2 separate regions of the Canis lupus genome follow, and region 2 is linked to region 1. Evidence: chromatin contacts called from public Hi-C data. All regions are on one chromosome and are shown on one strand. Each heading gives the region's core, a stretch centred on a gene start, on an enhancer-like site or on the middle of the called end of the contact. The rest is flanking DNA. Distances are from core to core; before and after follow the strand shown. Region 1 has its middle 12 kb from the start of GHRH. Region 2 has its middle 18 kb from the start of BLCAP.

Region 1 (6,219 bases), core at 309-2,808:
ATCGTGCCTGCACTAGGAGCTGGGGACTTGAGCTGTGGAAAGAAAGCGCCCCAGAGAAAGGCAGGCTCTAAAAGGCCCCAAAAGGCTGGGACAGAGAGGCTCCACGGAGAGAGAGACAAGCCGTGCATTTGTGTTGCAAATTTCCAGTGTGCTGGAGCCAGCCATTCAAGGAGGGTGATGCTAAAGGCGGTGGGCCTGGGGGTTGGAGGGGGGCATGGGGAGGGAACAGAGGAAGTCAACAAAAGGGGGCCTGTCTGAGGGCCTCAGACCCTGCTTTGTAAAAGCTGCTTTCATCACCCTCCCTGGATGGTGGCAGCGTTCCCAGCCTGAGGCCAGTGTACAGGGAAGGGGAGCCTGGACCCCAGACTCCCAGATTCCCTTGACACTCCACACCCAGCATGCCTTCTAGGCCTGTTTTTATGGAATTGGCAGCAGCAGATGTCACAGAAGTGCTCATGAGTGCTTTATCAGGGTGAGGGACCAGGGTTCAAGTGGTTGGCCTTATTGGGGGTGCCTCAGGCAAAGTCACTGAGCCTCAGTTTCCTCTTCTATAAAAGTGGGGCTAATGGGGTCTTTTCTCCCATTTTGTATCCCTACCCAGGTGGAAGTGCCTGTGATTGGTTGGTGATCCGATAACCATCAGAAGTTCTTCTCTTTCTGGAAAAAGTCTGTATTTGGGAAGGTCATTTGGAGAGCTTTTTTAGAGAGGTGAAGTGGATTGTATTTAGCAAATCAATTAAGTAATTCTGGGTTGCTTGGAAATGTTACTCCCATAAGTATTTTAAACACTCACTTTGCTTGGAATCTTTGAGCCTGCCCCAAGGCAGGAGTTATGAATGTTAACCAGGTTGGTTTTCTGGGTTGATCGATGCAGTGCAGGTGTCAGGCACGCTGACACAGGAAGGCTGTCCCCAGCTGATCCCGGAGGCAAGCTCTCTTTGGTGGAGATGTGTCCAGGCTTCAAAGATCTCCTTGGATCCCACCTCTCCAAGAAGGGTCCCCACACCCTGCTCCTCCCTCCTGGCCTGGCCTTGTGATTCACTGACTTTATATGTGGGAATGTCTCCTTTCCTGAGACACTTGGGATGTCTGCAACCAGATATGACGAATTTTTGAGCTTCCTAAAACTTTCTTTTCCCAGCTTTATTGAGATGTAACTGAAATCTATTAACACTTTCTAATCAAGGTGTGGTTCCTTGACCAGCAGTATCAGTATCTCCTGGGACCTTGTTAGAAATGCAGAGTCTCGGGCTCCACCCCAGACTGACTGAATCAGAGCCTAAATCCCTTTGTTCCAGGATTCTAAAGGTGTCAGGTACCTAAGACAGTCTCTGAAAGCCTGTTGGTTCTCTAAACAGGGAGAAAGGCCGTGACCACAGGCAGCCGGGAGGTGTCGCTGTTCCCCAGTCTTTGGGGATGTCAGGCTTCCCTACAAACGCCAGAGGCCCCCCGAGTTCTGTTTGCTGTGAAATCCAGGAGCACGAGGGGTCCAGGTCAGCTATGTCTGTCGGGCCACCTCCTCCGCAGCCCCCCTGGGGACATCTATCTTTCTCTGCCCACTTCCTGCCCTGGGTTCTCAACTATGTTTCCAGTTAGGGGAGGCTGTGTGTTCTGCAAGCTTAGCCCCTGTCCCAGGATCCCCAGGAGAAAGCCCGGAGGAAAAAATCTACCATGCGGAGCCTTCTTTCAGCCTGGCTCATCAGGCAACAACATGGCCAGGCAGAGGAGGGGGCATCTATCCGGTGGGAGGCCCCTTCTCATTTGCAGAGTTGGAGGATCTTAGGGACAACAGGACCTGCAGACACAGCCAGAGGAAGTTCCCATTATTTGACTATCTACAGGAAAACTCCACAGCCTGCCTGGGACTCCAGTTTCTGGTTTCCCATCTGCTCAGTGTTAGGACCAGTTTATGGCTTCACTTCCCCTTGGTGGTTGTAATGCAGTCAATGGATCTCCATTAGCTATAGATGCAGCAAACCTGAGCTCCAGAGTCAGGGCCAAAGACCAGAGGCAGAGCCACTGGTTTCTCTCCAGAGTTGAAGTTTCCAGTCTGGCCACATCCTCCTGACCTTCCCCCATCACGTGTCATCTGGTTTCTGAACACCCAGGCCACAGAGCGGAATGCGGATCAGCTTCCACAGCCAGCCCCACCCTTCGAGCTGGAACTCTAAATCCCAGAATCCACCCCCCCCCCCCCCCCCCCCCCCCCCCCCCCCCACCCCCGATCCATGACAGACACCTGGTGTCCTGCCTAACTCCAGCCCCTGGGTCAGCCCAATGCGTCCTTACCGAATTTCTTATAGGAATCCAGTTGTCCTGGATCACAGCAGTATAGCTGTTATCTCTAGATGCTTACTATGTGCTAGTCATGTAACATACATGATCTCATCCAATAACCTTAAGGGTTAGGAGTACGAAGCGGTTGCATTTCACGATGGAAGAAGCTGAGTGTTGGAGCCACCGGGTAACTCTCGGCTCTCACTCAGATAGTACATGGGGAAGCCAGGGCTAAAAGTGGCACTTGTCTACCTCCAGACAAGCCCTAGTGCCCTGGAGCAGTGCTACCCCTGCCCCAGCTTCAGCATCTTAGGATTGATTTCTGCCAGCACCTCACAACAGGTATCAGATTTCCCTTTGAGCAGCATCAGTAGGGTCTCTGTGGATCCTGTGAGATGGAGTGATAAGTGTAATGAGTGAAAATTTCCCATGGCCGATGACAAAGATGGCACTATATATTTCACACGCACTTGTCGTGGGGATAGTGACATTTCTTATTCACATTAGAACTTTGATGGTTTCATCAGTGAGCCTGGAACCAAAAATCCTAGGCTCACATTTGACCCAATTCACATATCCCTCAGGTTAGAAATAGACTCAGGCATGCACGAGCTTTTCAGAATATTAATCAATGATGAAAATTCATCATTAATTTATTTGCATATTTCATCATTCATTCAGGCTTTCATCCATCTTTTGACAGGTCACCCATCAAACATCAATGTAATTATGCCTGCTGGGTGCTAAGCATTATGTTTGGTAGCCAGGAACCAAGAAATGGTAAGACGCAATTCAAATCAATAGATATTTCTCTAGTGCTTGCTATGTGCTGCTGTTCAGTGTGTTGAGGGTTCAGGGATTCTGTGGACTTACCTTGGTGGAGATTTTTCTAACTAGGAAGGCAGGCAGGCAAACAGATATATTAGATATGGTGTGATACCTACGGTCTGTAATAGAGGTATGTGCCACATGCTAAAGGAGCAGAGTGGGTGGGGAATCTGCTCTGTTAGGGTGTAGCAAAGGCTGCAAAGGAGATGACTTTTAAGCTGGACCCTGAAGAGAAGGGAAGAAACCTTACTACAGCATGAGCAGAAGCTGGGAGGCATGCTCAGCATGTGACAATTTGTTTGGTGTGGCTAGAGGGTCCTCAGGCCTTTGTGTGCTTTGGACCTGGACACCCACATTCTGTTGTCGGGGATAGCGCACAGGGTTCTGCAGTTTTGTTTTTTTAAGTAGGCTCCATGCTGGGCATGGGCCAACTCAGGCCGAGTTCACGACTATGAGATCAAGACCTGAGCTGAGATCAAGAGTAGGACACTTAACTCACTGAGCCACCCAGGCACCCCATGGGTTCTGCATTTTTAACCAAGGCCCCGGGTGATTCTGATGCAGGTGTGAGAGACCACAGTCTGAGCAACCCGGCTTCATTGGCAGGAATTGCAGAACATGATTCTTGAACAATGTGTGAAGGCCCAGCTGTGCGGGGTGTCAAATACCATGCTTAGGAATTTGGGCCTTTTCTCTTCTCAGTGGAGAGGCCCCCGTGGGAGGCTTTCAAGCCAGCAGCCCGGAGGGGGTACTGAAAAACAGAGTGGCCACAGGGAAGGAACGTGGCCAGGAAGCTTTTACAGCTGTCCAGGTCTGTGGTTCTGAGGGCCTGAGCCAAGACCACACCCCCTACCAACAGCAAGGAGGTCGTTGGGAGCATGTGGGGCCGGCTTTGAGAGGGCTATGGAAGATGGGACCACTGGGCCTGGGGTAGAAAGGACAAAGGAGGCAGAAGGATGGGGAGATGTGAAGAATGAGCTGATGTTTCTAGCTGGGGGCCTGCGGGGTTGTGAGGGGGAGCAATGAGCTCTGATTTACATGAGGTAAGTTTTTAGGACTCAAGGGATCTCTAGAAGGGAGCAGGTAACAGGCAGTTGAAGCCAGTCTGGAGCTTAGATCTGGGCCAGAGGCCAGTGCAGAGAAAGGAGCCAAAGCTGTGGAACATGGGTGGGATCTCAGAGAGAAGGAACATTGCAGGGCAGATAGCTGCAGAATCAGAAACGGTGGTCAAGAAGAGAATTAGAAAAGGACACTGTTTTGTCATCAATTTATGACTTCCGTGTTGCAGATGGGAAAACCAGGACTAAGACATAAATGTCATGTCTTTGGTCAATGTGCTCATCGGGATGGATCCAGGACTTTGAACCTGAGCCTCTTTGGCTCAGCATCCATATTGTCTTCTCTACTGAGACTCCAGGAAGCAAAACCCATCCCCAGAGACAAAATAATTGAATTCATAGATCCAGGGTGGGAGGCTGGAAAAGATGCAGCAAAAACAACTGGCGAGGGGAAGCTGGTAGGAAACCATCTTCCATTAAGGGAGCCATATTTTTCTTTACCTTTCCCCACTAGCATATTTTGAAGCAAATACTAGACCTCTTATCATTGCACCCATAAATATTTAAGTATGTAATCTCCAAAAGATAAGGGCTCTTTCTTTAACATAGTCACAATACCATTATCACACTTTTAAAAAAACCTAACAATAATTCCTATTAAGTGAACCTACTGAGGGCAATTTGACAAGACCTCAGAATGGAAGCCGGGCTTGCTTATCTTGAGCCAGTATTGTCACAACGCCATGATAAGGAATTTAAATTTTCCCAAGATAATTACAGAGAAGGCGAACAGGGGATTGGAAATGCAGATTTGAGAAGCTTGTCAGGGCCCTGGGAAGGAAATGTTATAAAGGGGAGAAAAAAAAAAGTCTGGGAAGATTTGCAGAGTACAAAAGAAAAGAATCTTCTTTCTGACTTCCCTTTTCTTCATCCAAAGGCCTTTAGTCAGAAATGTGAAATAGGAACCGGGTCTAAAGTGAAACCAAACAGATTAAAAATAACATGAGTAGTTGTTAAGATGCAAGAATACAGACTTCTGGGGCTCATTTCCCACTAAGATTCTCCTGACAGATCACTTCATAGTGAGCTAAGAACTGCTCTGTTGCTGTTCAGAATGCTAGCCTCCTGGGAGGTCCTATATATTGTTTATTAACTGGTTTACGAACTGGACTCTGCCCTTCTGCTTCGCATCTGGAAACCTGGATTCTGGGTCCAGCTCCTCTACAAAGTTGCTCTGTGACCTTGGACAAGTTATTTCACATCCCTGAGCTAATCTGCAACAAACATGAGGGTGTGAGACCACAAGATCTCAAAATTCCCTTCAAGCTCTGAATTCTCTGACCCAATGAACACCTAATGAAATGTCGCCCATCCCCAAGGGTTTGGGCTTTGGTTTGATGTTACCCTGTATCAGCAAAATGCTTGGCTGACTTGGTTGAGCAATACCATGAAGACCCCACGTGTTTATTATGCAGGTCCTTGCTTCCCAAACACCCAGGTTGTATTTGAACCCCAGAAGGAAATCCAAGCCACCAAGAGGTGGCTCCTCATGCGCTCACAAGAAACCAGTGGGTAAGGAGCAGATGGAAATCGCCCAGAGCCATCTACAGATGGAACTGGCTGCCTGAGGCCCAGGAAGCAAACGGTAGAAATAAGTTTAAAGGACAGCCCCATGTTCTTTCGATGGCAGGTAAAGGAGCTGATGAATGGCAACCAGGGATTTGGGGCTGAGATGGAGCTAAAGGCAAGCAAGTGGTCTTGAAAAGCTGTCAGATCATGGTGCCATATGTTGCTGGCATTCTGGGCTTTGGCTGGGGGAGCTGCATTAGAGCAGAGTCCTAAAAACCCAGGTTAGAGTGGAGCCAGAGGAAGACACCTAAGCACGTGAACCAAAACATGGGGAGAAACAATTCAGACCCCTCCCTGGACAAGAAGAGCAGCCCTTTCCAGAAAGCCTGCCCCCGGTCCCCAGTCCCCAGTCCCCGCACCCCCCCATACCCACCCCCCCGCCCCCAGCCTGGCTCCTTACCCCACCAGTGGCCTTTCATTTCTTCAG
Region 2 (6,686 bases), core at 922-3,421, 230 kb after region 1:
TAGGGAACTCAAAATTAGAATTATACAAATATGCCTAATTGATATTTGATAAAGATGTTAAAGCAATGCAATGAAGGAAAGATAACTCTTTAAATACACGGTGTGGAAATATTGGGCATCCATGGGCAAAGGAAGGAAGGAAGGAAGGAAGGAAGGAAGGAAGGAAGGGAGGGAGGAGGAAGGAAAGAAGGAAGGAAAGAAGGAAGGAAAAAGAACATCACCAAAACCTCACATATCATAGAAAAATTAACTCAAAATGGAGTTAATAAACGTAAATGTAAAATGTAAAAGTACAAAACTTTTAGCGCCCCCCCCCCCAAAGGATCTCTTCAAGGTCTGAAGCCAGGCAGAGTTCTTAGAGGTAACCACTGATCTGATTCATGTTACCATAGATTCCTTTTGCTGTTCTAGAACCTTAATGAACAGAATCACATCAAATGTAGTCTTTTGTGTGACATTTTTCACCTGCAGTAATGTTTTTGAAATTCATGGACGTGACTAAATGTGGCAACAGTTCATTCCTTTCCATTGCTGAGCAGTATTTCACCATATAAACACACCACTGTTAGTTTATCAAGTTGATGGACATTTGAATTCTTTCCAGTTTGGAGCTATTACAAGGAAAGCTGCTATGAAAATTTTTATATAAGTCATTTCATGGACATTTGTTTCCATTTTCTCCTGGGTATAAATATGTGGAATGGGAGTGAGTAGATCATGTGGCCAGTTTAACTTTATTAGAAACTCCTCAAATGTTTTCCAAACGGGTGGCATCATTTGACATTCCCACCTGCTAGCTAGGAGAACTCCCGTTGTTCATCTTTCCTAAAATTTGGTATGGTCAACTTTTTTTTAAAATTTTTACTTATTTATGATAGGCACACACACACACAGAGAGAGAGAGAGGCAGAGACACAGGCAGAGGGAGAAGCAGGCTCCATGCACCGGGAGCCCGACGTGGGATTCGATCCCGGGTCTTCAGGATCGCGCCCTGGGCCAAAGGCAGGCGCCAAACCACTGCGCCACCCAGGGATCCCGTATGGTCAACTTTTTATACTTTAACCATTCTGATTGGTATGTAGTGATGATTCATTTGAATAACAAAGATATCTAATACATTAGAATGATAAATAGTACACAGGGATACCAAAAACAAATCTCAGTGGTCCAGAAGTTTGACATCTTAAAGAGCCCAACACAAAGTAATTCCTGTGTGATCAATCCCAGTTTCCCTCCAACCTATTCCCAAATAACCCCTCACCCCCATACTCTGCTCGCTGCAACCCGAGGGCCCCAGTCTAGTGCCAATACCAACTTCCTACCTGCCCTTGCCACCTCCAACTTTACCCCTGATCCTGACCCTCCCCTGCTCCGAGCCCTTGAGATCAAGCCCACACACTTGGGGCTGGCACCTGAGCCCCCCCTCACCAGCCCCAGCCTCATTTTTCATTATGGAAAGTCCGTCTGGCACTTTGTAGCCTCTGACAAGCTTCCAAGAAGCCGGGCTACCCTCTCACGGCCACCGCAGTTTGTCTCTCCCTGGAGATGGAAAGTAAACAAGAGGCTGTTGGGTCCTGGGAGTGAGTGGGTGAGGTGAGATAAGGGATGACTAATGGGCACAGGGTTTCTTTTGGTGTTGATGAAAATGTTCTGGAATTAGGGGAGATGTGATTGTGATGGTCGTACAATTTTGTGAATGTACCAAAAATTACTGAATTGTATACTTTATGAGGGTGAACTTTATGGTATGTGAGTTATCTCTCCATAAAGTGGTTATAAAAACCTTTAAGAAGGCCCTCACTTTCAGGTGCTGACTCTACACTTGCATGACCCTGAGAGCGAGGGCCTCAGATTTTGTGTCCTTCTGTACCCTGGTCCTGGTCCTGGTAGAAGATGGAGTATTTATCCTCTATATTCTGAGCCTCATGGATGGAGGGTCATGCCTGGGGTCTAAGTCTCCTGGCTTGTCGCCTGCATCCAGTCAAGCTTAATGCTGTGGACAGACGACTCCCTCAGGTACATAGACACAGGAAGCCATGAGGATGTGTGGGTCTGATGGCCAGCACCATCACTGTCTGCTACACCCCGGCTTATCAGGCCACTGTCGACCCTGTAAACTCCCCTCCTCTCCTCCCCCTAATCATGCTCATGCTGCCCCAGCCATCCTGGCCTTGGTTTTCTTCAAAGAACACACCACTTTCCCACTTCGGGGCCATGGCACAGACTGTTTCCTCTGCTCTGAGCACTGTCCCCAGCCTTTCTTCTTCTTGCTGGCTCCTTCTCATCCTTCAGGACTCACTTCAAATGTCACCTCCTTACAGAGGTCTTCTCTTCTTGCCCCACCCAAATGGGTTCCCCATTGTTCTTTCTTGAAGTACCCAGGATGCTTTATTAATAGCACTTATCACAATTTGGAAATTATATATTCATTTGTTTGTCTATGTACTGAGTGTCTTTCTTCCCCAGCAAGGTGTCAGATTGAGGAAAGAGGGTTTGGGTCCATCTTGCTCATGGCTATATCTACCATACCTTTCACTGTGCCTGGAATTTAGAAGATATTCAGTAAATGTTTGTCAGATGCTTTATGAATAAAGCCCAGGCTCTGCTCCTCCGAACAAGCACTCCTAGCCAAGTAGGGAGGGAGGTGTCTGGGCAGGCATCTATGTCACCAGATGGTCCCTACTATTATAGGTAGGTGAGCAGAGGGGTGTGGGAAGCCAGAGGAGGGAGAAATTAATTCTGGGAGCTCAGAGAGGAGATAAAATGTAGATAGCAAATACCATTTGAGTTGGCTTTTGAAGGATGAATAGGAGAGTATCAGGGATATATGGATAAGGGAAGAAAATGCCAGGCAGAGGGAATAGCATAGCTAAAAATTTAGAAGCAGGTAAGTGCTGCTGTGATTCCTGTGTGTGTGTGTGTGTGTGTGTGTGTGTGTGTGTATTTAGGGTGGTAGGATGTGAATCTGGAGATGCAGGTGGAGCCCTGGATATGAAAGGTTTCTAACACCCAGCTTAGGAGATTGGATTGGTTCTGACCTGTGGTATTTCCTTTAGTATGACATCAGTGTCACTGGAGGGGTTGGCCAGTTGCCTGGATGATTTGAAGTGGGACATCAAGCTCATGATTTCACAAGGATTTAAAAATAGTATATAATTTTAGTAGTTTCCTTTGAAGATAAAAATATGTAAATCGAACTCAAAATCACAGGAAGTCACCTGAAAGAAAAATATTAAGTAAATAAATAGAAGTGGATTCAGGAAGGAAGTTTGGCAAATGCCACAGGATGGTGGAGGCCAGAGCACGGACAGAGCAAGGGAGGCACATGGCAACGCTGGGCTTTAAATGCTCGCTCTCACTGGCCATCGACTGAGGAGAGGTAGGCAGGAGGGCATGAGACGTGGGCCTGAAGAATCCATAGGCCTGGGGTCTGATTGGATGTGAGGGTAAGGGGGTCAGGAGTGGGGAGAAGCCCTGGTTTGGAGCTTGAAGGGACCAGGCTGCTTCTAACAGGATGCCAGAGCTGGCCAAGTAGAGAGGCTGCACCTCTTTCTATAAGATCCACATTCTTATTTACTGCAATGAAACAAAATGTGCAGAATTTTGGCAAAATTCTCTATATGGCCAAAAGTTTCTTTCCCCAAGCCCCCAGTCAGATGCTATAGCAGAAGTGGCTAGGGTCCTGCCCATACTCGACCCTCAGCCCCCGTGGAGGTGGCCAGCACGTAGTGACGCCTCCACTAACATCTTCCTGCGTCTGTTTGTGCTGAGCATTCTCTGGCCAGAGCCACTCAACTCACACACGGCAGTGAGATGGGCCAAGGAGTCCATGCCCTCGACCAGTGGGACAGCTTTGACTTGTGTTCCACGGGTCCCAGAGGGCCCCCAGCTGGACTGAGCCTCAGCAGCCCACGCCATGAACCCCCCATTAACAACCCTGTATTGGCTCCCTTCCCTTCCCTGACTTGCTTCCTCACTCTCAAATTGTGGCTTCCTGGAGCCACCTTCCAAAGAAACCACCGGCACCCAAATCTTTGTCTTGGGCTCTGCTTTCATGAGAACCCCAGAGGGAGACCGAAAAACAAGAAGTACCAGAGTGACCCCTACTTCCTCAACGTCGCCCGGAGCTGCAGGTTTTATTTGTCCAATTGCAACCCAGAGCTGAAGTAAGTCTACCACTCCTGGCGGTCTTTGTGGGCATGACCAGGAAACCAGGATTGGGGTGAGGGAGGAGCAAACCCCCTTTTATATTGGTTTGATGAGGTCAGCAATTAGCAGCATAAGCTTTGTTTCAGTTATTTGGTGTCTTGTGGTCTCAGGGCCTTTGCATTTTCTGGTCCTGCCACCTGGGGTGTTTCCCCATACCCCCAGCTCCAGCTCCTCTTCCTTAGGTCTCGGCTCCAATATCATCTCCACAGAGAGGCATCTCCGACCACGCTATCCAAAATCTACCTCTTCCCCCTTCATCTTATTGTCTCTGTAGCTCTTGCATTATATCTTTTTTGGAAATCAACTTTATTGAGGTATAAGTTACATACAACAAAATACACTTGTTTAAAGTGAATTTTGACCAATACCTATAACCTGGTAACCACCACAAATCAACGTTTCCATTACCCTGAAAATTTCGCTCACCCATCTGCTTTCTGTTACTGTGGCCTCGCTGTTCTTTTTCTAGCATTTCTTGTACATGGACTGATTTGCCATATACTCTTCTGAGTTTGAATGCTTTTGCGCCGCATAATGTTTCTGAGATGCACGCACATCGCTGCAAGTATCAGTTGTCTCACTTGGTCTTATTGCCGAGCTGCTCCCCCTGCATGGATGTACCTCCCGCTGGTAGCTGCTCTCAGGCTGATGGATACCTGGGCAGCTTCAGTTTCACCTGTCAGGACTGAGGCTGCTACGAACACTCCCGTCCAGGTCTTTGTGTGGACATACGGGCATATGCTATCATTTTTCTTGGGTATACCTGGCAGTGGGATTGTTGCATTACCACCTGGCATCTTGGTTCCCACATGGTTTTTCTCTGTGGTCCACCTTCCCCACTCAGCTTCATGAGGGTGGGGACTTGGCTCACCTCTGGATCCTCATGGGGCCCAGCCAGCATCCGGCATGTGGTGGGTGCTCAGCAAGTCTATGCTGAATGAAGGAATAACAAGCCAGCGAGCCTGATTTCCAAATGGAAGGGCTCCAAGCTAGAGAGCTGCCCGCCTCCTGGTCTGCCGTCCCAGCCGCAGGTTGCTGCTGTGAGGTTCCTGGAGGATCCTGACACTCTCTGCGGAGGCACGACGGCCTCAGGGGAGGGGAGATCATGACATGTCTTGCCTGGGGTCTCGAACCCTGCACCCAGAATTTTCCTGAGGGTTTCCTGTAGTGCTGAGATGCAGCCAGGGAGTCTTGGCCTCTTCTCCCTTAGGAATCCATTTGCCCTTTGTAGGTGACACTTCCCACCACCGGGTGACAGGGTGCCTTTGGCTCGTGGGGTGTTTATGTGAGCTCTCCCTCTTTCCCTTTGCCCCACACCATGGTGTGTGTGGGGTGGGGGGGGGGGGGCTCCAGGACACGCGTGTGGACACCCGGGCACATGTGTCCAAGCTCTGTGTGAACACCTTGCCACCAGCCTTGCCCGTCTGGGCTCCTGAGACCATCGGAAGGGCCCAAGTGGTACGTGTCCATGTTTACGGGTGCCGGCGGGTACTTGTGTTCCCTTCTGTGTGCCTGTGGCCCTCTCTCCAGCCGCTGTCCCAGGCCCCTGGCGCCGCAGCAACCAGGGGTAGCAATCCTACCCCCCAGGATGGATGGTACAGGCGCTGCCCTCCCGCCTCGCTCCAGCAGGGGGCGCCAGCGCTCCGCCGAGAAGAGACGCCGCCGCTCGGCTCTGCAGCTGGGGTGGAGGGCGCGCTTGCCGCTGTGCTCAGCCGATCCGAGACTCTGAGAGCCTCTAGTCCCGTCGCTTGTTCAGAGAGAGAAACTGAGGCACCAGAAGGGAGAAGGAGGTTACCAGATCTCCTAAACTCCAGTCCCAAATCCCAGCGCACCACACCCCCTCCAGATTTAGTGTGCGGAACAGAGGGCCTCCTTGGGCAATAGGGTGGGAGTCCTGTCCTCTGCACTGCTCAAGCTGGCTGCAAGGCAGGGGGTGGCCTCGACCTCTCAGTCCCCTCAGGCACCTTCATTAGCTGTTGGGAAGTCCGTGAGCCCAGGGGTGAGGTCTGGAGGGCAAGGCAAGGGGGCATTTGCAGCCTCTGGAAGTTGCCTAATGGGAGGGAGGAGCCGAAGGCCCCATTTACTCAGGGGCAGAATGGGTATGTAGGGAACCAGCACAACCAGTTCTCTCTAGTTCTTTGTAGCTTCATCCTCACTCGGGCTGGAGGCTTCAGAAGTTGCTGGGCCAGCGTCCTGGGGACTCCATCCTTGCACAGACACAGCCAGAGCCACTTCCAGAAGAGACCACGGCTCATTCCTGAACACTGCTCCCTGGATAACAGGATGGTCATCTGACCCAACAGGGTGCATTTTCATTACTCACACAGCCTGACTCAACATGATGGATTGGGTCAATCAAAAATCACCCTCCTGTTCTTCCAGAAATTTATATTGAGCACCCCCACCATGCACCAGGCTTGTTGCTGGGTCTTTGGGATAGAACAGTAAGCAGAAAAACTAAGGCCCTGCCTCCTGGG

The links. Hi-C and Micro-C count contacts between places; a contact is called where the count stands out from the background.
Region 2: a Hi-C map of skin fibroblasts shows a contact between it and region 1, with 2.8 times the contacts expected there. The contact joins two enhancer-like sites. A contact is called at or near these places in 7 of 9 Hi-C or Micro-C datasets (amygdala, blood, liver and 1 more).

The regions. Positions count from the first base shown.
Region 1 is chr24:26,475,598-26,481,816 of UU_Cfam_GSD_1.0, forward strand. No RefSeq gene overlaps it. Among named protein-coding and RNA genes, the nearest start is that of GHRH, 12 kb to the left of the region's middle. Within about 2 kb of position 1,559, at least 3 of the 20 cell types and tissues checked have an H3K27ac peak or open chromatin away from gene starts, as enhancers often do.
Region 2 is chr24:26,708,025-26,714,710 of UU_Cfam_GSD_1.0, forward strand. No RefSeq gene overlaps it. Among named protein-coding and RNA genes, the nearest start is that of BLCAP, 18 kb to the left of the region's middle. Within about 2 kb of position 2,172, at least 2 of the 20 cell types and tissues checked have an H3K27ac peak or open chromatin away from gene starts, as enhancers often do.